Regions from separate parts of the Sus scrofa genome. Here region 2 is linked to region 1. Evidence: chromatin contacts called from public HiChIP or PLAC-seq data. All regions are on one chromosome and are shown on one strand. The core of a region is the stretch at or near the end of the contact, and the rest is flanking DNA. Distances in the headings are between cores, read along the strand shown.

Evidence for each region. HiChIP or PLAC-seq counts read pairs in DNA pulled down with a chosen protein or histone mark.
Region 2: an H3K27ac HiChIP or PLAC-seq map of alveolar macrophages shows a contact between it and region 1. The contact joins the promoter of APP here to the enhancer-like site in region 1. A contact is called at or near these places in 4 of 47 Hi-C or Micro-C datasets (heart right ventricle, retroperitoneal adipose tissue, skeletal muscle and 1 more) and 2 of 2 datasets of contacts at active chromatin or transcription factors (alveolar macrophages and skeletal muscle).

The regions. Positions count from the first base shown.
Region 1 is chr13:189,636,580-189,642,328 of Sscrofa11.1, reverse strand. The region is part of intron 2 of APP (amyloid beta precursor protein); the gene reads left to right. Among named protein-coding and RNA genes, the nearest start is that of APP, 76 kb to the left of the region's middle. Within about 2 kb of position 2,363, at least 12 of the 83 cell types and tissues checked have an H3K27ac peak or open chromatin away from gene starts, as enhancers often do. A contact at or near this core is called in alveolar macrophages and retroperitoneal adipose tissue, where this site is marked.
Region 2 is chr13:189,713,855-189,719,603 of Sscrofa11.1, reverse strand. APP (amyloid beta precursor protein) reads left to right here and starts at 3,652. Exons shown (of 18, transcript NM_214372.1): 1 at 3,652-3,749. The coding sequence starts at 3,693. It overlaps LOC110256540 (a long non-coding RNA gene), which reads left to right and starts at 3,756. Exons shown (of 2, transcript XR_002338172.1): 1 at 3,756-4,085; 2 at 4,999-5,749.

The DNA of each region.
Region 1 (5,749 bases), core at 1,114-3,613:
AAAAGTTAAATACTGTTATTAAAGGAGAAACTGTGTCAGTCCCAGTAATGTTCTTCCTCCTCTTTTAAGGGGAGAACTTAAACCACAGGCTCCATGGCCCTCTGTATCCCTAACATGCAGAGCACCTCCTCTGAGGTAGGAGCTTAGAACAGGTGTTGATGGCTCAGCTAATTCATAGGGAGTAGGTCTCTGGAAGGAATGGTGAACAAGGGAAGCCTCAAGCACTGGCAGAGATTTCCAGCTGGGGAACAGGTGAACACAGCTTTGCTCGTGGTCTCTTCTATTAGATTATGGGTATACCTCTTTTTTCCTAAGGGTTTTTCTTTTCCACGATTAGCATATGTGTTCTCTGTTTCTTTAACCTTTTTGCTGTCAACGAACAGTTATTTTGTCTGTAAATGAACAGGATGACCCAACAAAGCATACCAGTGCCTGAACCAAACAAAAACTGATGAGTTGAATAAAGATGTTTCCTCCACCCAACTCTCTACACCAAAATATATATCCCAGCGGGGACTCCCAAGCAAGACTTGTTTTTCAGCCTTGATGTTTTCATTTCTATTGCAATGTGAAGCCAAAATTAATTAAAAAAAAAAACAAAAAAACCACAGGAGTTGCCATTGTAGTTCAGCAGGTTAAGAACTTGAAATAGTACCCGTGAGGATGCAGGGGTTCGATCCCTGGCCTTGCTCAGTGGGTTAAGGATCCAGTGTTGCCATGAGCTGTAGCTTCGGTCACAGGCGTGGCTTGGATCTGGCATTGCTGTGGCTGTGGTGTAGGCTGGCAGCTGCAGCTCCAATTTGACCCCTAGCCTGGGAACTTCCATATGCCGCAGGTGCGGCCCTAAAAAGTTAAATAAATAAATAAATAAAACACATGCGATCTTTTTAATCTAACCAACTTGGAGGGCACATTGTAGACAACCACCAAGGTAGAAGCTGTGGTATATTCTTGGCCATTACTATTTTGCTACAGGTGCCGTCCACCTTTGTGAGTTTAAACTTGACCCATGGTGACAGGTACCTATGCGTTCTGGTTTTGATATTTGAAAGATTCAAAAATTCCTATTAAATGAAACAGTTTTTGAGTAGAGGTATCCAGCTACTAATCTGTGAGTATGGAGATATTTTATGCATTATTGGTATGTATACTTATAAGGATTGTTTGTATAAGCCACAGGATTCAGAGGTAAAAGAAATGAAACCAAAAGTTCCCTAATGGCCTAGCAGTTAAGGATTTGGCGTTGTCACTGATGTGGCTTGAATTTGATTCCTGGCCTGGGAACTTCCGCATACCGTGGGAGCTGCCAAAAAAAAAAAAAAAAAAAAAGATGAAACCAGTTTGGATATTTTTTCCCACACAGCTATCATTTAATCAGGTTAATGTTTGATTGAACGTCTGTCCTTGTTACTGCCTAGCTCTTTCCTAAATGCATACTCAATTGTTACATATTTAGAGCAGTACTATGGACTTTCATCCTTGAAATCTTATTTATTTACTTATTTAAAATGTGTTTCCCGTAATTTTTTTTTAATATAATGATTTTTATTTTTTTCCATTACAGCTGGTTTACAGTGTTCTGTCAGTTTTCTACTGTACAGCATGGTGACCCAGTTACACTTACATGTGTACATTCTTTTTTCTCACATTACCATGCTCCATCATAAGTGATCAGACATAGTTCCCAGTGCTACACAGCAGGATCTCACTGCTAATCCATTCCAAAGGCAGTAGTCTGCATCTATTTTTTTTTTTTTTTTAGCTTTACTGAGGTGCAAATAACAACCTAATATAGACTGGACATTTTAAAAATAAGAAGGAGTTCCTGTCGTGGCTCAGCGGAAATGAATCTGACTAGCGTCCATAAGGATGCAGGTTCAATCCCTGGCCTTGCTCAGTGGGTTAAGGATCTGGTGCTGCTGTGGCTGTGGTGTAGGCCAGCACTTGCAGCTCCGATTCAACCCCTAGCCTGGGAACCTCCATAAGCTGTGAGTGCAGCCCTAAAAAAAGACAAAAAATAATAAGAAAATTAAACAGAGAGAGAATGGGGATCTTGACTGTAGGTGGACACATCTGTTTGTTTTCACGTTCATGTCCTGTCCTGTTTATTTTGGTGTCTCCTCCTGCCTCATTTGATTTTACATTCAGGGCATTGGTATAAGAGTGACTTATACATCAAATAAGGTTCTTGGGCAATATTTTCCAACTCTGTATGAGTGTGTATCTATGACAATATATTTATATACAATGTGCAAAGCAGACTTGAGCCAAATTATTGGGAAATAGGCTGGTGTCCTGCAGCATTTTATGTCCCTTACGCTTACATAAGGTCATCATTGTGGAAACGCAGCACTGTGTGTACTTCCTATTATTACAGTGGTGTTTCATCAGCTGTGTTGCCTCCCAGCACCTCGTTACATTGTAATCAGAGAATGTTTTCGGTTTCCAGTTCTTTCTCTCTCTCTCAATTAAATCAGATATTGTCTCCATACTCTTGCGATTATAAGAATTTATGTTGAGAAACAATTTGAGATAAGATGTTTCTTCATATTCCAGACAGTCTTAGAGGAGAGAGTGTGTTATTTTAATCCAGAAACCGAAACATACTGTTTAGGACATGCCTTGTTTGGGTTTAGACGCTGAAGTGGAAGTAGTTTAGCCCTTAGATTTAATATGCTCAGAATTGTCACCTACTTTCATTGTTACCTCCTGGCTTCATCAATTTCATCTTCTTTGAAATGGAGCTGTTACCAACTGATGGAGGTTTACACAACCTGCTACACATAAAACATTTGCAGTGATTCAGGCACATAGTAAACCCTCAATTATGTATTTTTCTTATTCTCCTCTTGGGACATAGTCTTTGAAAAAGAAATTGATATGTAAAAACTTTCACAGGATGAAAATACCCCATGCTCAGGCTACCTCTATACCATTTTCCTGTAGACTTTGATTTTTTTGTCTCTTGTACATGTTCATACATGCTAGTGAGGTGCCCTAATGCATTTGCAGTTAAGATCCTTGCTTATGTATTTGTCTTTTCACTTGTAATGTAAATTTAGAAATCTGACTTTGTTGCCACTGGACTGGCTGTTTTTTAACTTTTAGTTATTTTTAACTCAAAATTTCAAGCATATGTAAAAGTAGAAAGACCAGTGTAATGAACACCCCATGTGCTTATCACTCCAGTAATTATAAAATCTAGTCACTCTTCTTCTTGGCTAAGTCTGGAATCCCAGTTTTCTATCTTACCTTCTTCAGTGATGGCGTTATTTTTGGCAATCCCCTTGTGCAAATAGATGTGTTGCTTATCCCTTTTGCAGAGCTATAAATTTAAATGAACAAAAGCAACAAAAGCTATAAAGTAAGATGAACAAAAGCAATTATTGCCTTCTAACTTGCATGTTTAAAACACCATTTTATTAACGCTATGTAATTTCTAGCATGTTTTTTCCGAAAGAAATATCCTGGAGCATGTGATGAAAAGTTGATTTGAAAAGTTGAAAGACTAGAAAGAACAGTAAGCAAATTATTTTCAGAATTAGTGGCAATTCCCATTCATCTGCCCATTAACTCTATTTTCAGTCTTTTATTGGGTGCATTTGATTGTACGTTCTTGAAACATCCTTGGTCATTTAGGATCTAGTGTGTAAATATGATTTTTGGCGTTAATTAACCCCTTGTCCCAATTGGCCTGTTGCAGAAGGGTACTCTGAAAGTTCCCCTCTTTGTCCTTAATACTACAAATAAAGGAAAATTTTCATAGGACCGTTAACAACATATGCCTTAAAGAAATATTTTTATATTTCTGTTTATATAATTATATGTTCTCAGCTTTCTTAAATATCATCAGTGTCTTTTCTTGCTTTGCGTATTTAACAACTTAAATGTCATCTAGTCTGAGATTAATTTATTTCCAGTGCAGATAGACAGAAGGTTGGGGACGGAGAGAGCAAGAGAGAATCTTTAGATTTTTTAAATTTGGAATGAAAAGCTTCTGATGGTGATCATGTTTTAACGGATTTTTCTGTAGAGAGGAAAACCAATTAAGTTACCAAGTACAGCCTGTATGATTCTAAGATTGTTTCTACTCTACTTCTCCTGGCTGTTAGTATTTGAAATTTCTTTGGCTCACTTAAAAAAAAAAGTTAAATTTATGTATAGATAGAAATTTGCTTTCAAAGATAAAACATGTTTGTATGGCCAGAATAGTAGGCTGCTTGTTACAGATGCCTGGACCGCCCCAGTGGGTCCCCCTTCACCTAAGTGAGAGCCTGGCTTTTAATTCTTCCTAAGTGTCTTCCTCAGCTGTGTATTTATTAACATTAATCTATTGCTTTTTATATAAGATGCTCTTATGGGTATAAGCTGCATGTAGGTCGTGACATCCTACTTGGAAGAACAATATCAGAAGGCACTGAGATGCTTATTTTCTCTAAAGCTTATAATCTAACTATAATATCATCCCATTTAGGGAGTCTTATTTAAGAGATACAATGACAGTACCCCATGAGAGTGTAATATATATTGAATTTTCCTACATCTAATGGATTGTGAACTTAGCCAGAAATAGTCCTTACCTATTTCTCAGGCACTTCCTGTGCTTTCACAGTGTTGACCCCGGTTGAGGGAACACAAAAATGAATCATATTGTCTCTCTCTTCAAGGAGTGTGTGTATATTCTAATGGGGCAGGAAGAAATATAAGTGTGATGGAAGGTAGTGAATGGTTGGTGATCAAAGTGATGGGATAAAATGCTTTGGATTCAGAGATTGAAGGGATCAGGGAAGGGAATATTAGTGAACTAACTTTTGAGCTGGGTATTTTACTTGGGTTTTTTTCATTTGGAAGGAAAATAAAGCTACCAAAATAACTTGTGTTTTAAAAGGGGGAGTGATCGCTAGTCAGGTGGTCCCTGACTCCTCTGCTGTCTTTGGGCACACGGCTGTCTCATCTTAGATTCTTTTATATACATCTTATTGTCCTGCTTCTTCTAGATGCTAAGTTCCTGTTTTCCCATGGGTTTTGACAGGCACCATCTCTGGCTATGACTTCCCCCGCCTGCCAGCCATTTATCACCCCTTCCATCTAGCTAGAGCCTCTATGCATTAGTCCAACACTCTTGAGGAAGGAGAAAGCAGTGCAAAGTTGACTTTCTTCTGGCTGTCATCAGCCATGATGGCTGGTGCTGCAGAGTTAAAATCTAGTCAACTAATGAATACCCTTCCTGAGGTGGGAGTACTGCAGAAGGGGGTGGAGAAGTTGGCAGCCTCCTGATAGCCTTAAAGCAAATTAATGAATGTGGAGCACCACTGGGAGGCTGTGAGTGGGTGGCAAGCTGCATTTCCTGCCCTTAGAAAGTGGATTTTCACTGGGGAGGCGGTATGCATAGGTACTTAACCCAAATGTGAGGTATGCTGCAATAAATACCATGAAGCATTCGTGAAGTGGGAGAGAGGATTAACCTGCTATTACACTGTGGCAGGGAGGCGATTGGTCCGTGTGGGAGGACCCTAATGGACCTGGCATCAGAAGTGTTGTGTAAGGGTTTTAGGAAGAGTGTGTTTGTGTGTATAATTCAGGAAGGTTTGTAGGAGTTTGAGACGGTTTCCTTTTCAAGTCATGGACCCAAGCTGGATTTGCTTCTGCTTTAAGTGTTTATTCATCTAGCTGTAGTCATCTAAAATTTTTGATAATCAAAAAACAGTCACTCATCATTGGGATTCACAGGGGAGACACATTTTAGAAA
Region 2 (5,749 bases), core at 2,403-4,902, 76 kb before region 1:
AAAGCAAATTAAAACCACAAAAAGATATTACCTCACACCTGTCGGAATGGCTACCATCAAAGAGAACGCAAATAACAAGTGTTGGCCAGGATGTGGAGAAAAGGGAACCTCTGTACACTGTCCATGGGAATGTAAACTGGTGCAGTCACTGTGGAAAACAGTACTGAGGTTTCTCAAAAAACTGAAAATAGCACTACCACATCACCCAACAATTCCACACCTGAGTATATATCCCCCGAAACTGAAAACACTAATTCAGAAAGATACATGCACCCCAGTGCTCACAGCAACAGTATTTATAATTGGCAAGATATGGAAGCCACCTAAGTGCCCATCAACAGATGAATGGATAAAGATGATATACATATACACACAATGTGATACTCAGCCATCAAAAAAGAAATTTTGCCATTTGGAACAACATGGATGGACTTGGAAGGTATTACGCTAAGTGAAATAAGTCAGAGAAAGACAAGTATTCTATGGTATCATTTACATATGGAATCTAGAAAATAAAACAAACGAGTGAATGTGACAAAAAAGAAAAAGACTTGCAGATACTGAGAACAAATGAGTGGTGACCACTGGGTGGCAGGGAAGAGGGGAGTGGCATGGTAGGTGTAGTGGATTAAGAGGTACAAACTATCACGCATAAAACAAATAAGCTGCAGGGACATATTATATTGTACAACACCATGGAATGCGACCAACATTTTCTAGAAACCATAAGTGGAGTATAACCTTTACAGACTGTGAATCACTATATTGCATACCTGAAACATATAATACTGCACATCAACTAAACCTCAATTAAAAAGATGGCTTTTTTTCTGTAGGGCACAGATAACACCCTAAACACAAAATGACAGAGATTCGGGTCAGCAGCACTTTGCATGAAACAGACAGGAGACTTGGTAGCAAATGTGACCAATCTGAGTCCACCAATCCAATACAACACTCACCTGCAGGCGGAGGTGGGCAAGAGATTCCTCATGCTCCAGGGGCCACAGCACCCTTGGAATACTAGAAAAAGACACAGACAAACCACAACACATTTAGAGGAGTTTGGACAGAACCAGACACAGGTTCCATTGTGCCTTTTGCACACCTGTTGAACGAAGTACTTATGTTGCTTTGCAAAGAGTGGACTCTGGATGCAGAAGCAGCATGAAAACTGCTGGCAAACGGTGAAGATCTGTAGTGTGGGAAACACTGGTTTGACTTGGTCCCAGAGGCGCAACAAGGACATCTGAGTGGGAGGCTGAAGGAAAGGGATGTGGGCTTTAAGTGGGGTTGAGAACTTTCTAGTAATCAGAACAGCCCACAGACAGAATGCACTGTCTGAAGAGCTAGTGTCTCCTACGCTGTGGCATTTAAGTCTGGGCAGGGAAGGCTGTGAGGATACCAGCCAATGAGCAGTCAGTCCTTTTCCCAGGGGCTAGAGTTCTAAGTAGAGATGCCTTTTATTTTCTGCTCAGAGGACCCCGAAGCTACGCTGTGGCAGGAAATGGCATTAAACAGAGATGGTGGCTGAAAAGTAAAAGCCACCAGGACCTCCGAGTGGTGATGAAACAGGAGAAAATGTAAAGAATGCCTATCATTCTGACACAGGCAGCAGCCAACCATCTTCTGCCAGGAACAGCTTCTCCAGGGATGGATCACTGGGGTGCATTTCAACAGTGGGAAAGGGAAATGCCAAATCTAGGAACTCATATATAATCGCAGATTATAACCTCACCTCTCTATCTTTGAATTCTGTGCTCAATAAAAGTCCCTTGCTCTTAAAAATGGCTTCCTGCCTCCCAGGACTGGCTCCATAGGCAGGCATCTGCTCCATCACACAGGATCTGAGCTCAGAAGGGTCTTGTGCTTGATTGAACGTGCAGCTGTTATCATCTTAAAATTCTTCACTTTGGAAGAAAGAGTCCCACCTTTTTATTTTGCACTGGACCCTGCAAATTGTGGAGCCAGGCCTGCTTCCTACCCATTTTTAAGTCATATTCCTATTTCCTATCAGGTGCCTTCAATTTGTCTCACACACCTGCGGTGGTGGGTAAACATGTTTGGAAGCAACTGGGTTTTGCTGTCACTTGGGCCTTTTTTCCCTGCAGTCCCAACCTCTTGCCACTTACTTGCTGTGAGATTGGGGAGGAGGTTTTTAGCGTCAGCTTCCTACTTTACAAATGGGAATAATAACAGTAAGGGCCTCACTGGCTTTTGGAGGAAGTAAATGACATAAGCACGTAAACAAATAATTCGAACTAACGAATATTTGTCACCATTGGTTGAGGAGGTTCAAAGGTCATTCAGGAGAGAAAGTAATTCAAGGGACCAGCTTGGATGCCTAACGGGGTTAATAAGAGAGAAGACAATATCCAGGGGAGCTGGCCCAGAAATGTTATCTTATCTGGAAGGAAGCCGGCATCCTCGGCTGAGCCACGATTCCACGGCTGAGCCTGTGGCTTCTTTCCCTCCCACCAGCGCCCCTGTGGACTGTGGCTTGTCCTTCAGGTCAAGAGCAGGGCAGTTCTAGACCATTCTAGACTCACCAGACACTAACCCGACCATGGGTGGATTGTGTTTAACCTAGGAGAAAGTGGCTTCCCTAGAAGGTTCACTTCTGTAATCCCGGGCAGACACAAGAAGGAACAAGGACGGAGTTGGAGGTCAGAAGTTCTGAGGTATGGGGGTCGAGGAGAAATCATCTTTCCACAACCTTTCTTTCACTTCACCCGCGTCTCAGATGGACACTACATCCCTGCCTGATTTAAAAAAAAAAAAAAAAAAAATCCCAGATGACTGTCCCCTTCTCAAAACAAAAACAAACAAAAAATTTAAAAAAAAAATTAAAAACCCTTCTTTCAAGGAGAAGTAAATAGGTCGCCGCTTCTTCTCCTGGTCCGGCGCCTTTCTCCTTCGGTTCAGTCTAAAGATAGAAATTCCAGGTTGCTCGTGGCTGCTTTTGACAAAAAAAAAAAAAAAAAAAAAAAAAAAAAAGAGGGCTTTTGCTCTCCTAGCAAGCAAAGAAATCCTATTTCCTTTAAGCTAGTCTTGTTCTCAGTCTCTTCCAGAAACGCCTCCCCCACCTCTCCAAACCGAGACAAAAAATTAAATGCGGATAAAAACGCACCCCAGCAGCAACCCATTTATACGACACCCCCGAGAGGCCTGCGGGGTCGGATGAGTCAAGCTCACGGGAACGAGCGGGGAGCGCTCCCGACTTTTCTGGAGCCCAGTCGTCCTACGACTCACCTTTCCCTGATCCTGCACGGTCCCTCTCCCGGCCCCAGAGTCTCCCTCCTACTGCTCGAGGGGTCCAGGCCAGGGAAGCGGGCGGGGAGCCGGGGGGACCCGGCGGGAGCCGAGGGCCCCGCACCTGTGGGCGCCGAGGGCGCCGGGGGCGCCGGGGGCCGCGGGCCCCTCCCGGCCGAGCGCGCGCAGCTCCCCGGCGGCTCCGCTAGGGGTCTCTCTCGGGTGCCGAGCGGGGTGGGCCGGATCAGCTGACTCGCCCGGGCTCCGAGCCCCGCCGCCGCGCTGCTGTTCGGTCAGTTTCCTCGGCAGCGGTAGGAGAGAGCACCCGGGGCAGCGCGAGCGCGGGGCCACCGTAGACAGCGGCAGCGACACCGGCAGAGCAAGGGCGCGGCGGATCCCACGCGAACAGCAGCGCACTCGGTGCCCCGCGCAGGGTCGCGATGCTGCCCGGTTTGGCACTGGTCCTGCTGGCCGCCTGGACGGCTCGGGCGCTGGAGGTGGGTGCCGCGCCTCGGAATGGGGTCGGAGGGGGACAGTGGAGACCCGATTAATCCAAGTCTTTAACCCAGAGAAGCTGGGGTTAGTCGAGGACCACCCCACTCTCCTCAGGCCTTACGCCCCCGCTTGCGGGCACCCTGCGCATCCCCGCTTCTGGCCCAGCCCTGCCCCGGGGACGCGCTCTCCGGCCCGCGGGGAAGGAGCGGGTGAGGGGTCGGGAGCCCGGGTCCGCTTCAGTCGGGGGAGAGAAGAGGAGGAGGCTATCTGCAGCTCAGACCCTGACTTAGTCCCTGCCTCGGAACCGGGGACCCGGGGCAGCTAGAGACGTCCAGATGGTAGGTGGGGGAGGGAGCACGTGGGAAAAGCCGAAAACCCACAGTCCCTGGATCCTGTCCCCAGCTCTTAATCGCTGCCTTTCCCTTTCTCTCGGGCCCTAGGGAGGAGTCGGGACGGCTTGGGAAGCTGGTCATCTCTCTCCCCAACCCCCCCACCCCCGCTTTCCCTCGCTTTTCCCCCGCGGTTTCACCTTCCCTTCACATCCCCACCGCCCCTTTTCTGCCCGACCTCCTCCTCCTCCCTCTTCTCGGTTGCTCGGGGCTGCCTCCTGAGTGCGACCCCAAGCAGGGTCAGGCACCACCCTCGGCAGGCAAACTTTGTGCATTTCTGTGTCTCCCTTTTGTGCTAAGTTGCGAGAGATGGGAGGGGTCGGAGATCCACAGCCACATCGCACCTTCCCCAAGCCTAAATATCCCGGGCGTTCGCTCGCACCCTCACATTCTCCGGGAGAGGGACAAGGAAGGTCCCCGGGAACAAAAGCCGCGACACCCCGCCCTCGCCAGCCCGGGGCGCGGTGGGCTGAGCTGAGTTAGTCTGTGCGCCACCGAGGCTCCCGCCTGACTCCCTTCTCCGCGCTGCGCGCCCGTCCCGGAGGGGGCTGGGGCGCTGCTGGGGCGACTCTGGCCGAGCCTCTGGGCCCCTCTACTTCCTCCCCCCACCCCATCACCTCCGAGGCTTGCTCATTCTGTTCTCGGTTGTAAAGTCCTTGGGGAGAAATACGCGGAGAGTGGAGTGTGCGTCTGGAAGGGGCAGTGGCGGGTGGTGGGGAGCCACGAGCTCTCTTCCTGTGCATCAAAGGAGGCGTTTGTCTGATTAAGGCGCGGCCTCTTCCCTGGCAGTGCTGGGCAGTCCGGTTTAGCTCCCCGGGGGGCGCGGACTGCTGGGGAGGGTCCTCAGGGTCTTTTTTTTTAGGGTGCAGATAAAAGGATTGAATTGAGTGAAGATTAAGACGGAGAAGATGGCGCCTCTGCAGTGCAGCAAAGAAAAGCTGTGTGGAGGCTGCAGCCTGGTGAAATCCACCCACCACTAGGTGTATAACAAGTCCTCCCCATTCATCCAACTCTCGAACATTCAGCTAACGCCTGTGCAAAATGACTATTTTCCTTTTCATCTGAAGATGTTGAGAAATTATTTGCTTGGCAGTTGAGGCAGAAAACGTATTTCGCATCATTTGAGTTCCCATTTGGTATCTTAGCATTTGTAACCTCTCTTTCCCCATTTTTCCCCCTCCTTTTCCCCTAACTCATGGGATTTTCCAAAAGAGCAATTTCTGGACAAATGTTTTCCCGTAGTGTAACTGAGATTATACGGACTATCACACCATTTCAGCTGTTTAGTCCCTAATTTACAGGGTCATTGAACTTTTTCCCCCTCTGCCTTTTTCCTACAAGTGGCTCAGGAATCACCTGGGGGCTTGTTAAGGCAGATTGTTTTAAGAGTCGAAGCATTTGGCTTTCCATTTAAAAATGCATTTAATTAAGAGAACTCTGGTTTTTCTGACAGTTAAATTTACTCTTATTTCAGTTCTCCTGATTGTTTTATTACACATTAAAAACACAAGTAATTAAAAGCATATCATATCTTTTATAGTGGAGCCTTTTGCCAAAATGTAAATATTTAACTTTTATGAGCAGGATTTTTTTCTTTGTAAAAGGAAGCAGCG